Regions from separate parts of the Mus musculus genome. Here region 1 is linked to region 2. A link is a contact called in public HiChIP or PLAC-seq data. All regions are on one chromosome and are shown on one strand. The core of a region is the stretch at or near the end of the contact, and the rest is flanking DNA. Distances in the headings are between cores, read along the strand shown.

Region 1 (4,601 bases), core at 1,713-4,212, 100 kb before region 2:
GTGTGCTACCCTTCCAGTTAAGTAGGGAGGGGATTCTGAACTGCTACTGGATTCTTAAGTGTGGTGACAGAGCTGCAATATCTTCACACTATTGAAGACTCTCTGGAGTAGTTAGTAGGCGCTACAGGTAGGAGAGATAGGAGTTGGGAAATGAATTGGAGCAATGATGAGTGTTGCCTACAAGACAAATGGGGGCTAGCAAAGAAGAGAGGAGTTAACCAGTTGGAAGTTCTGGTTCCAGGAGACAGTCCAGGGCAGTTCTGCCCTGAGGTGACAAATAAGAGAAGTTTGTGCTCTCTCAACAGGCAGGCCACTGCTTAAAAACCCACTCCTGTCACCCCTCATCAGATCCCCAAAAGTACTTTAAAATTCTTAAACGTTATTTCACAATTCTTTTTAGCAAAACGTCCAGGTCTCCGGGAGGAAATTAAATCTACTCCTCAGAGCCCCGAAGCCAGTCCTGGTGACTCCTAGTGCTGGTGAACTACGAAAGGAGACTCCTGGCTTAGACCTTACCTCCAACACCTGCCAATAATCTTCTTGCCCAACTCTTCTGCCCCCAAATTAACTAAAATTAAAGACAGTAACAGGTGTCAGGAGATCTGAGTAACACCATGGGAAGAAAACTGCATTTCACTACTATCATCTTACCTTGTCAGTATGAGAGAACACTTAAATCAAAGGAAGCCATAATTCACTCCAAAGGAGAAAGTTTAGAGGGTTTGGTGGGTTTTTGTTTTTGTTTTGTTTTGTTTTGTTTTTCACCCCTGTCTTTAGAAGACCAGTGGGTTGAGGTTTAACAAGTGGCCTGAAACCCAACAGGAACCTTTAAAGGGAAGTGTTGAGGCAGGTGCTTGGGGGTGAAGTGGGGGGATGACTTCCCCTGGATACTCCTGAACCCCCAAATCATCTTTTTCTTCTAAAGGACAATGCCAATGCTGAGGGGGAAAAACCCTAAAAGCGGGAGATTCACGACAGCTCCTTATGCCCAATTTACATCTTTTGGGTCAGCTCAAGTTCCTGGAGGTCCCTGGAATTGTCCAAAGGCCATGTGACATTTCTGACCCTTGAATCTCTTCCTCAGAGACCACACTATTGTCACTATTGCCTACACTTCCTAGTTAAAGTGACCGCCAGATCCTATTGTCATTTAAATGTTTTATAAAAGACAAAAAAAAAAAAAAAAAAACCCATACCTGAACCATGAAATGGGGAAACTGAATTCTTTACTGGTGTTCTGCTTTTGAAAGATGCCCAGATCTTTTTTGTTAAAGGTTCTTGTAATCGCTTGAGTAAAACATGACTAAAATAATTTAATAAAAAATATGTGTCTGACAAAGATTTGCCCCTTTAGAGTTATTTCCACGACTTCTTTTTAAAACTTTTGACAATAAGCAGAGCATGTAATGAAGTCTTCTACAGAATATTTGCAATTACATGAACTTGGAAAATACTGTGTTAGGCAAAATCTGGTCACTGGGCCATTGGTTAGAAGGCACAAAACATAGCAATGACAGATTACTGTAACCTTTGCAGTTTAAATACTATTGTTTCAAACCAAAGGCTCTCAAATCAATGAAGTTTCAAAGATGAGGTAAAATGGGAATTTGAATTATGCATTATGTATATTTTAAGTTAAATGCCATTGGCAAATCTCTCAGATGTTTAATCGTGTACAATCTGGGAAACACAAATATTTAATTTCACACTCTCATGTGCTTTTTTTTCTTCCATCTACCATAAAATTGAGCCTCATGAATAGAGAGTTTACCTTTTTGATTATATTGTTAGTTTTTCTCATAGCGATTTTGTGAATCCCATTTTCAATAAAATCTTAGAACATCGAAAGTTATCCTTAAAGGGAAAACTTTAGGGTTAGAAAGCTGTTGATGGTAAATTTCTCTTTATTTCCTTCCTCAATCAAAGGTTGCTCAGTGTTTTAATGACAATTATTTTGAATCTAGAGACTATCTTTAGAAAACTAAAAACAATTTCTATATTAAAACTTCCCTTTCACCACCAAGCCTAACTTTTGTAAAATTTGCTTCCTAACTTGGATCTCGGAATCCCATCCATTTGCATCATAATGCGTTTAAGATAGTTAACAGCGCCTAAGAGATTCGGATTTCACGTTGTATTCCCTGTAGTAACAGGTGACAGGATCTCACACTATTAGGTAGAAACGCAAGTCTATCTCTGCACATGAAAATCGTCTCTGTCCTATTTGGAAACAAATGATCAATCAGCCTCCGATGATCAATTGCTCCCCTGGCTGTCCGTCAGCGCGGATTCGCACCCGCGGAGGCATTGAGAACATTTTGCTGAAAGGGGGCAGGAAGCCCAAACTTTGCAAAAGCATCTCCTGCAGCGTCTCAGACTTGACTGGAACTCTCTGGCTACTCGGGGCTGAGGCTCAACGTTCGGGGCCTGGCAGAGGGCAAAGGATGACTTCACTTCGCCAGTGCACTAGAGTGCTTTTCAATTCGGATTGTGTATCCCCCCCCCCCTCCTTCTATAGCACAGGGGCAGGCAAAGTAAGCCCTGACGAGGTGCATGTGTGTTGTAAGGCACAAAACAAGAGCAAAGTGAGTCCCACCCCAGTACCCGAGACGGGGGCACTATCCCAGCTCGGACGGGACTACTCACCGCTGCTGGTAGGAGGTGATGCCCTGGACGTTCTGCGGGGTGCCGTTGGCCGCGGCGCCGGCCCTCCCCATGCCCGCACCGGCCGGTACCCCAGCGGCTGCCCCGCCGGCCGCCGCGGCCGTCACCTGCACGCTGAAATCCGGAAAGATTCGGATCATCGCCGCGGCTTGGAGCCCCAGGCGCGGCTGCTCTGGGCTCGGGCTGGCGGGGGCTCGGGCTCGGGTTCGGGCGGCGGCGGCAGCAGCGGCGCGAGCGGCGGCAGCAGCGGAGCCAGGCACCAGCCTGCAATCCCATTAGTGAGCCGCGGCCACTGTGCGCGGCGGAGAGGCGCTTTGATGTGCGCGCAGCGGGCTGAGGTGGGGGGGGGTGGCGAGGAGGAGGTGCGGGGGGTGTGCGAGGGACTTGCAAACAGCAAAACGTGTCAGGGTGGGGCCTTTTCTCCCTTTTGGGGGGCACTGTTGCTCCCCCCTCTTTCCAGGATGTTGCTTTCACTGGCTGCTCCAGCAGCGCCGCGCGAGCCCAGCTGAGAGGAGGAGGGGGTGAAGGAGGAAGGATGCACCGGGAGGCTTGGCGAGCGCTTGGCCGGTGCAAGGGAATAACGAGCAGTGGAGGGTGCGTTTTCCCTCCCTCTTCTACACACACACACACACACACACACACACACACACACACACACACCGCGCACTTCCGACCCAAAGTGCAAGATTGTGGTGCGCTCTTTCTCCTCCTTTCTCTGGAGAAATAACCACCATCCGGGCTGGCTTCAGCCTTCCGAGGCTGCCAGAAACCAGGATCCCAGCCCGCGGGTGTAGGAATGGGGCGTCAGAGCCTCCCGTTTCAGCCTGGACCCCTCTTTGACACTATTCTCCACATTAAGCAGAGCGAATGTGACCAAGCGCAAGTTGGGTTCCTGGAGAACTTGATAGTTATCTAGGAGAGGTGGTTTGCAAAGGCGACGGAGTGCGGGGCGGGGGGTTGGCGCTTTTGTACAATGGAGAGTTTGGGTCGCTTAAAAGAAAGGGCTCTTCCCGCTCCTGGTGAGCGGAAGAGTTGGTCTTGGGAAACTTGTGAGGTGGGGTCTCAGCTAGATCTTAGTTTGCGCTATGATCCATCTCTTAACGCCCCCCTTTGACCGAGGAAACGAATAAATTAGTAGCCACAATTGAAAAGAACTCTGCGAATTCCAAACACCAAGGAAACAAAAAGAGAAAACACGTGCATTTATTTCCTCGCGCCTTCCTGTTACTTCACATTGTGACGCCTGCCTTTCATTAGGGGGTGAAGAGAGATCCTTACAGTTTGGATGCGCCTTTTTAGTGAGACTTGCACTGGGTTTCACTGAGCTAGGGTTGGGGGAGTGGGAGTTGATTGTTTCCCTCCATCCCTCCCCAGGACCCGGGTTGCCCACTTTTCCCCCTGTCTTCTGGCTGGTGAGCAGGAGCAGAGATGCGAGAAGCAGGCGGATGCAGCCCTTGAGGGACACAGAGCTCTGCTAATGTCCCACACTCAAAGCCCCTGCCCAGCTTAGCGGCTGCTGCTGCTGCTGCTGCTACTCCTGCAACTGCTGCTGCTACTGCTGCGGCTGGGTGGTGGTGGGGAGTGGTGGTTTCCCATTCTGGTACCCTCTTCCCATCTGGCACTCAGGGCCTGGGCACTGCAGCTGAAGGGCTAGGGCAGTCGCTGTACCCTCCAAACAAGCCCAAGTTAACTGTGACCTCCACGCCGCCGTGACCCAGGGCCAATCGCGCTTCTCCCGGTCAGGCTCCTGCTTAACCCTTTGAGCCTGGGAAACAGTGGGCCACCATGATCCAGTGAGACAGGACCCACTGGCCTGAAGTTGCCGAGGTGTAGAGTGACAGAGGCTCCCAAGCAGGACAACTCCGCACAGGATCTAAGAGCCAGATGCCCGCCCTGCAGCAGCCCCATGCTATCCCTCCCACCCTGATGATTCTGGA
Region 2 (4,323 bases), core at 69-2,568:
AGAAGTCTTGCTGGAGAGAGGGTTGCCAGAGGTAGCTTGGGACAGGAATCCACGGGAGAACAAGCAGCTTTGAGGAACTAAGACGATCACCTAAGAGGAGCAATGCACACATCCATATCGGGAGGCCCACGTGGACAGACCGCATTCAGAAGGAAGGTTCGTCTTCAGGAAGTCAACGTGGCAGGAGGCAGTGATGATAACAGGATGGAACCCAAGACCAGCCCAGGGTGGGTCAGGCCAGCCCCGAGCTTCAGCCAGGCTATCTACAGGAAAGAAAACGGTGACAGGGAAAGGTGTCAGCAATGGCTGTTACTCGCAGGATGAAGCCCTTTCTGGAAGCTGCCTGGGGAGGGGAAATCATCTGCTAGCGATCTGAGATGAGAAGTTATGAAATGTGACTTTCACTAGCTCAGAACACACAAACACATTTTCAGTTCAGTAAGTTATATAGATGCCTTAGTATGTTCATATGTTTTCAAAAAAAAAAAAAGAAAAATCAAGCACATGATCTTTTCTCTGGGTCGTCAATTCATCTATTCTTCTGGGGATGGTCTCAATTTTATCAAGTTCTTTTAAAAAAACCCATAAGAAAATATCAGGTAGTCAGTACCAAAGAATGCAACGATGTACGAACACAAGCCAGGAGATACCTGGCTCCCAGGCTGACACTTCCTCCACTGGTCTGCGTGGGACGTTCTATTATAGAGCGGTGGAACACTCACAACATTATGATGACCCCTAAAGCTTTCGGTCCTTACCTAGGAAAGGGTATAATTAGAATTCACCACTCAACTATCACCGTGCTTCATTTTAGGTCCAGGAAACTGAACTGACTCAATTCTCTCTGTATGTGTGATGATTTGGTACAAATTTCTTCCAAGCTCATTCTGTCCTACTTATTTCTAAATGGCTACAAAAACTGATCAAATCTGAGAGACAACCAAATTCCAGGATACAAAGTACTTTCAGTTCTCAGACCAGCTCTCAAATAAAGCAGGTCTCTGCCTGCTTGAGTTTAATCTAAATTCCGAAGTGCTCTATCAGGGTATTCCCTCCCCCTCGACCTCTTAGAAGCAAATATTCTTCCGTGTCTTCCTGTCTCTTTCTATAAACTTACAACTTCATGCACAAGTCAGAAAAAGTTTTCCAACCGTAGTTCCACCACAGTCAAACAGGATGTTGAGAAGATACGGGAAGTTAACAGGGATGGGGGAGACAGATAGAGGCAGATGGAACAAAATTTGGTACAGTAAAATAATGCAGTAATTCAAGAAAGCACAGGGAAGCATTGCTCACATGCTGAGGATGTGACTCATCGGGAATCTGCCGCTGTGCTGCGCAAGGGAATCCTCCGGTGAAGCCAATCCCATCTTAGTAAAGAGCTGGCATTTGAATGAATTCCCTCCGGGTAATCAATCCTTTCAATTTGGCACACTTGGGAACAAGTCAGGCCAAATGGGCTCAAGCCCAAATCCTCTCTCTCTCTCTCTCTCTCTTTCTCTCTCTCTCTCTCTGTGTGTGTGTGTGTGTGTGTGTGTGTAAGAGAGGGAGGGGAGACAGAGTGAGAGTGAGACAGAGCGAGAGTGAGACAGACAGACAGACAGACAGACAGACAGACAGAGACTGACTTTATCCAATAAAATCTTTATATAGCCTAGCAAGTTATTCAGAAGTGCCCAATTATTATCCAGCAGAAGCTTGGGTTACAAAGGTGATTTAAAGGTAAATGTTATAGACACGTGTAGTGTCGAGAGAAGGAATAATATACAAACCCTCAATGGAGTTTCCTAGAGCTGCTTAGCCAGCCTTGGGAAACCCCAGTGTCAGCCCAGTAAGAGAATGAGAGGTTGTGTGTGGTGAGAAGTGTCGGCTCCAACCATTTTCCCAACTTATAAAAGCTGCGCTGCACTCTAAATTGTGTTAACAGCTATCAACACAAGTAGTCATCTCAAACCGAAAACTCTGTGGCCACCATTACTCATATAGACTGATGAAGTAGGCAAAACAATGAAACTAAGACCAAAAGAAGTAATCACACACACACACACACACACACACACACACACACCCTTAAACCATTAGATGAACAAGGAGAAAACACGAAACTACACACTGGCTGGATGCGAGGAGTTAACTTTTTACACTGCAGACTTTATCCAGCCTGAAATTTAGGGTTAAACCATTCATCAAAGATCACAGGCTTATGATCAGGGTTATGAAGAAATAACTGTCAGAATACAGCAAAAAAGATTAGTGCAAACTACATTTCTTAGGCCCTAGGAGGAATTCCAGACCTACACCACGTGCTCTCTCCAAATTAGGCAGGAAGAGCTGGATCTAGCCAGTTACCTCCCCTTTGATGTGATTCTAACTGGCCTCTCCATTTTCACACAGATGGATACAGTGAAGAGTCGAGCAGTGTGCTGGAAGTACGTGCAAACGCACCACTGTTAGGCCACAGCAAATCTTCTCAGATGAGTTCAGAGGTTTTTAATTAGAACACAGTAGATAAAATAATTTTCAGAACTCTTTGAAAAGAATCTGTTCTGGTTGCAGACTATCTGCCTGGTTCTAAACACATTGTAAACACGTTCGAATGGACTTGTAGTCATTTCATCTGATAATCTATTTCTGGGAAAAGAGCGCCAGCAAATTGGCTTGGGTGAATTGTGATGTCCTGGTACAAAGGCCATGCCATCTCACAGCCCCCAAATGGCTTTTAAAAGGAAGAACTTCTGCCGCTTTTGGACAGAGTGGAAGGAACACTGACTACAGTTAAGTTCATGTGGTTGTAAAGTCTCGATGTAACTTCAGTACACACCCTGACAAGGAGTTCTGGGAGCTTAGCAGCCTTTTCAGATTGAATAACTTCTCAGGTGACAGCACTTCGACACCTGACAGGTCCGTGCAAATTTACACCCAGTGCTTATAACTAAGCAAAAGATCAGGCACAAACATGTTTTGTTAACATGGTACTTAGACATAGACACACACACACATGCACACATGCATTCACACTGCATACACACACATACACACATGCATACACTCACGCACAAACACACATGTACACATAGGCATTCACACTGTACATGCACATGTGCACGCGCGCGCGCGCGCACACACACACACACACACTCACACACGCAAGCACTCACACTTGTGCTCACACACCCTCAAAGGTGGATAGGAGCAATCTATGGCTGTTCACATAGCTCTAGGCTTATAACAAGTCACTTGGGGGCGATGTCAGTTCTACAGAAGTAAAATCTGGCTGCTTGTTCCCTTTGCCCACAGTACAGCCTGGTGTGGGGCACAAGAGAACCCTTCTGATGGGCAGGCAAGTGGCTGATATATTTTTACACCATCTATGCTTGTAAAATGTAACAATTACACAGATCTATCAGCACCACCACTTCCCCTCAAGTCAAAAAATGGAATTGCTCATCATTTACATTTCATTTCAATTCCATTTCTCTGTGTGAGGAAGAGAAGAGACTCCCAGAGGATCAAACAGGGAGAATGCATCCCAGAGCCTTCACTAGGGCCAGCGCGTCTCTGCTCCAGATCTCAGCAGGGCTGCTGACTTGAGGGTCACAGTCACAGGGTGGCATGCTCACAACGCTGTTGCTTTCAAGCCTTTATCCTTTTTCAGAAAACAAAATCAGCCAGGCATTCTGGGTCCTTCTGCAGAGGCGGGCAGAGCCTGCATCCAATCAGTTCTAATAGAACCTGTTCTGAGGCGGCTTATGGTATCCCGGTTACTCTCCCTTAATGGTCAGTTTTACTGCATACTGATGGAGGGTGTGATTATAGGGTGGCCACAACTCACAGAAAACACATCTCTCTCTCTCCCTCTTTTGTTCTCACTTGCAACCAATTGTAAATAGTGTCTGAAATAGAAAATTAGTGAAGCTACATCAGTAAGTAGGATGCCTTTCTTCAGTTTTGCATACTGAGTTTATTTTTAGGGTATATATATGGTATAGATTCCCCCCTCGCACCACATTCTAGCAGCTCAACATAGAATCGCACATTTTAATGAGCTCAGGGCACAGGTGTTGCAGGAAAAAAAATAATGATGTTTGCCATTCATCTTTCAAATTAAATAATGTGTTTTTAAATAGTAACTTTTTTCATAATACATTATGGGAACAACATTTATCTGTCACATTTTAAAAGATGTATTTGTAATAAATGTAAATTACTTTTAGAAAATCAGTAATTAGGCTCATCAAAAAAATAAACAATCTGCCACAAAAAAGATAATCTTTAGCATAGTTAAGTATAATAACTGTTATTTGAATAAGTTAACAAATTAGG

Evidence for each region. HiChIP or PLAC-seq counts read pairs in DNA pulled down with a chosen protein or histone mark.
Region 1: an H3K4me3 HiChIP or PLAC-seq map of neural progenitor cells shows a contact between it and region 2, with 46 read pairs. The contact joins the promoter of Npas3 here to the enhancer-like site in region 2. A contact is called at or near these places in 2 of 39 promoter capture datasets (the 3T3-L1 cell line and the C10 cell line), 7 of 484 Hi-C or Micro-C datasets (the HL-1 cell line, cerebral cortex, cortical neurons and 2 more), 4 of 115 datasets of contacts at active chromatin or transcription factors (SST interneurons, neural progenitor cells and neural tube) and 2 of 9 other capture datasets (liver and pancreatic islet).

What each region holds. Positions count from the first base shown.
Region 1 is chr12:53,246,793-53,251,393 of GRCm38.p6, reverse strand. It overlaps Npas3 (neuronal PAS domain protein 3), which reads right to left and starts at 2,962. Exons shown (of 12, transcript NM_001370962.1): 1 at 2,647-2,962. The coding sequence starts at 2,804.
Region 2 is chr12:53,143,751-53,148,073 of GRCm38.p6, reverse strand. Akap6 (A kinase (PRKA) anchor protein 6) reads right to left here. Exons shown (of 14, transcript NM_198111.2): 14 at 1-263. Among named protein-coding and RNA genes, the nearest start is that of Npas3, 100 kb to the left of the region's middle. Within about 2 kb of position 1,318, at least 80 of the 459 cell types and tissues checked have an H3K27ac peak or open chromatin away from gene starts, as enhancers often do. A contact at or near this core is called in the HL-1 cell line, neural progenitor cells and stem cell-derived neural progenitor cells, where this site is marked.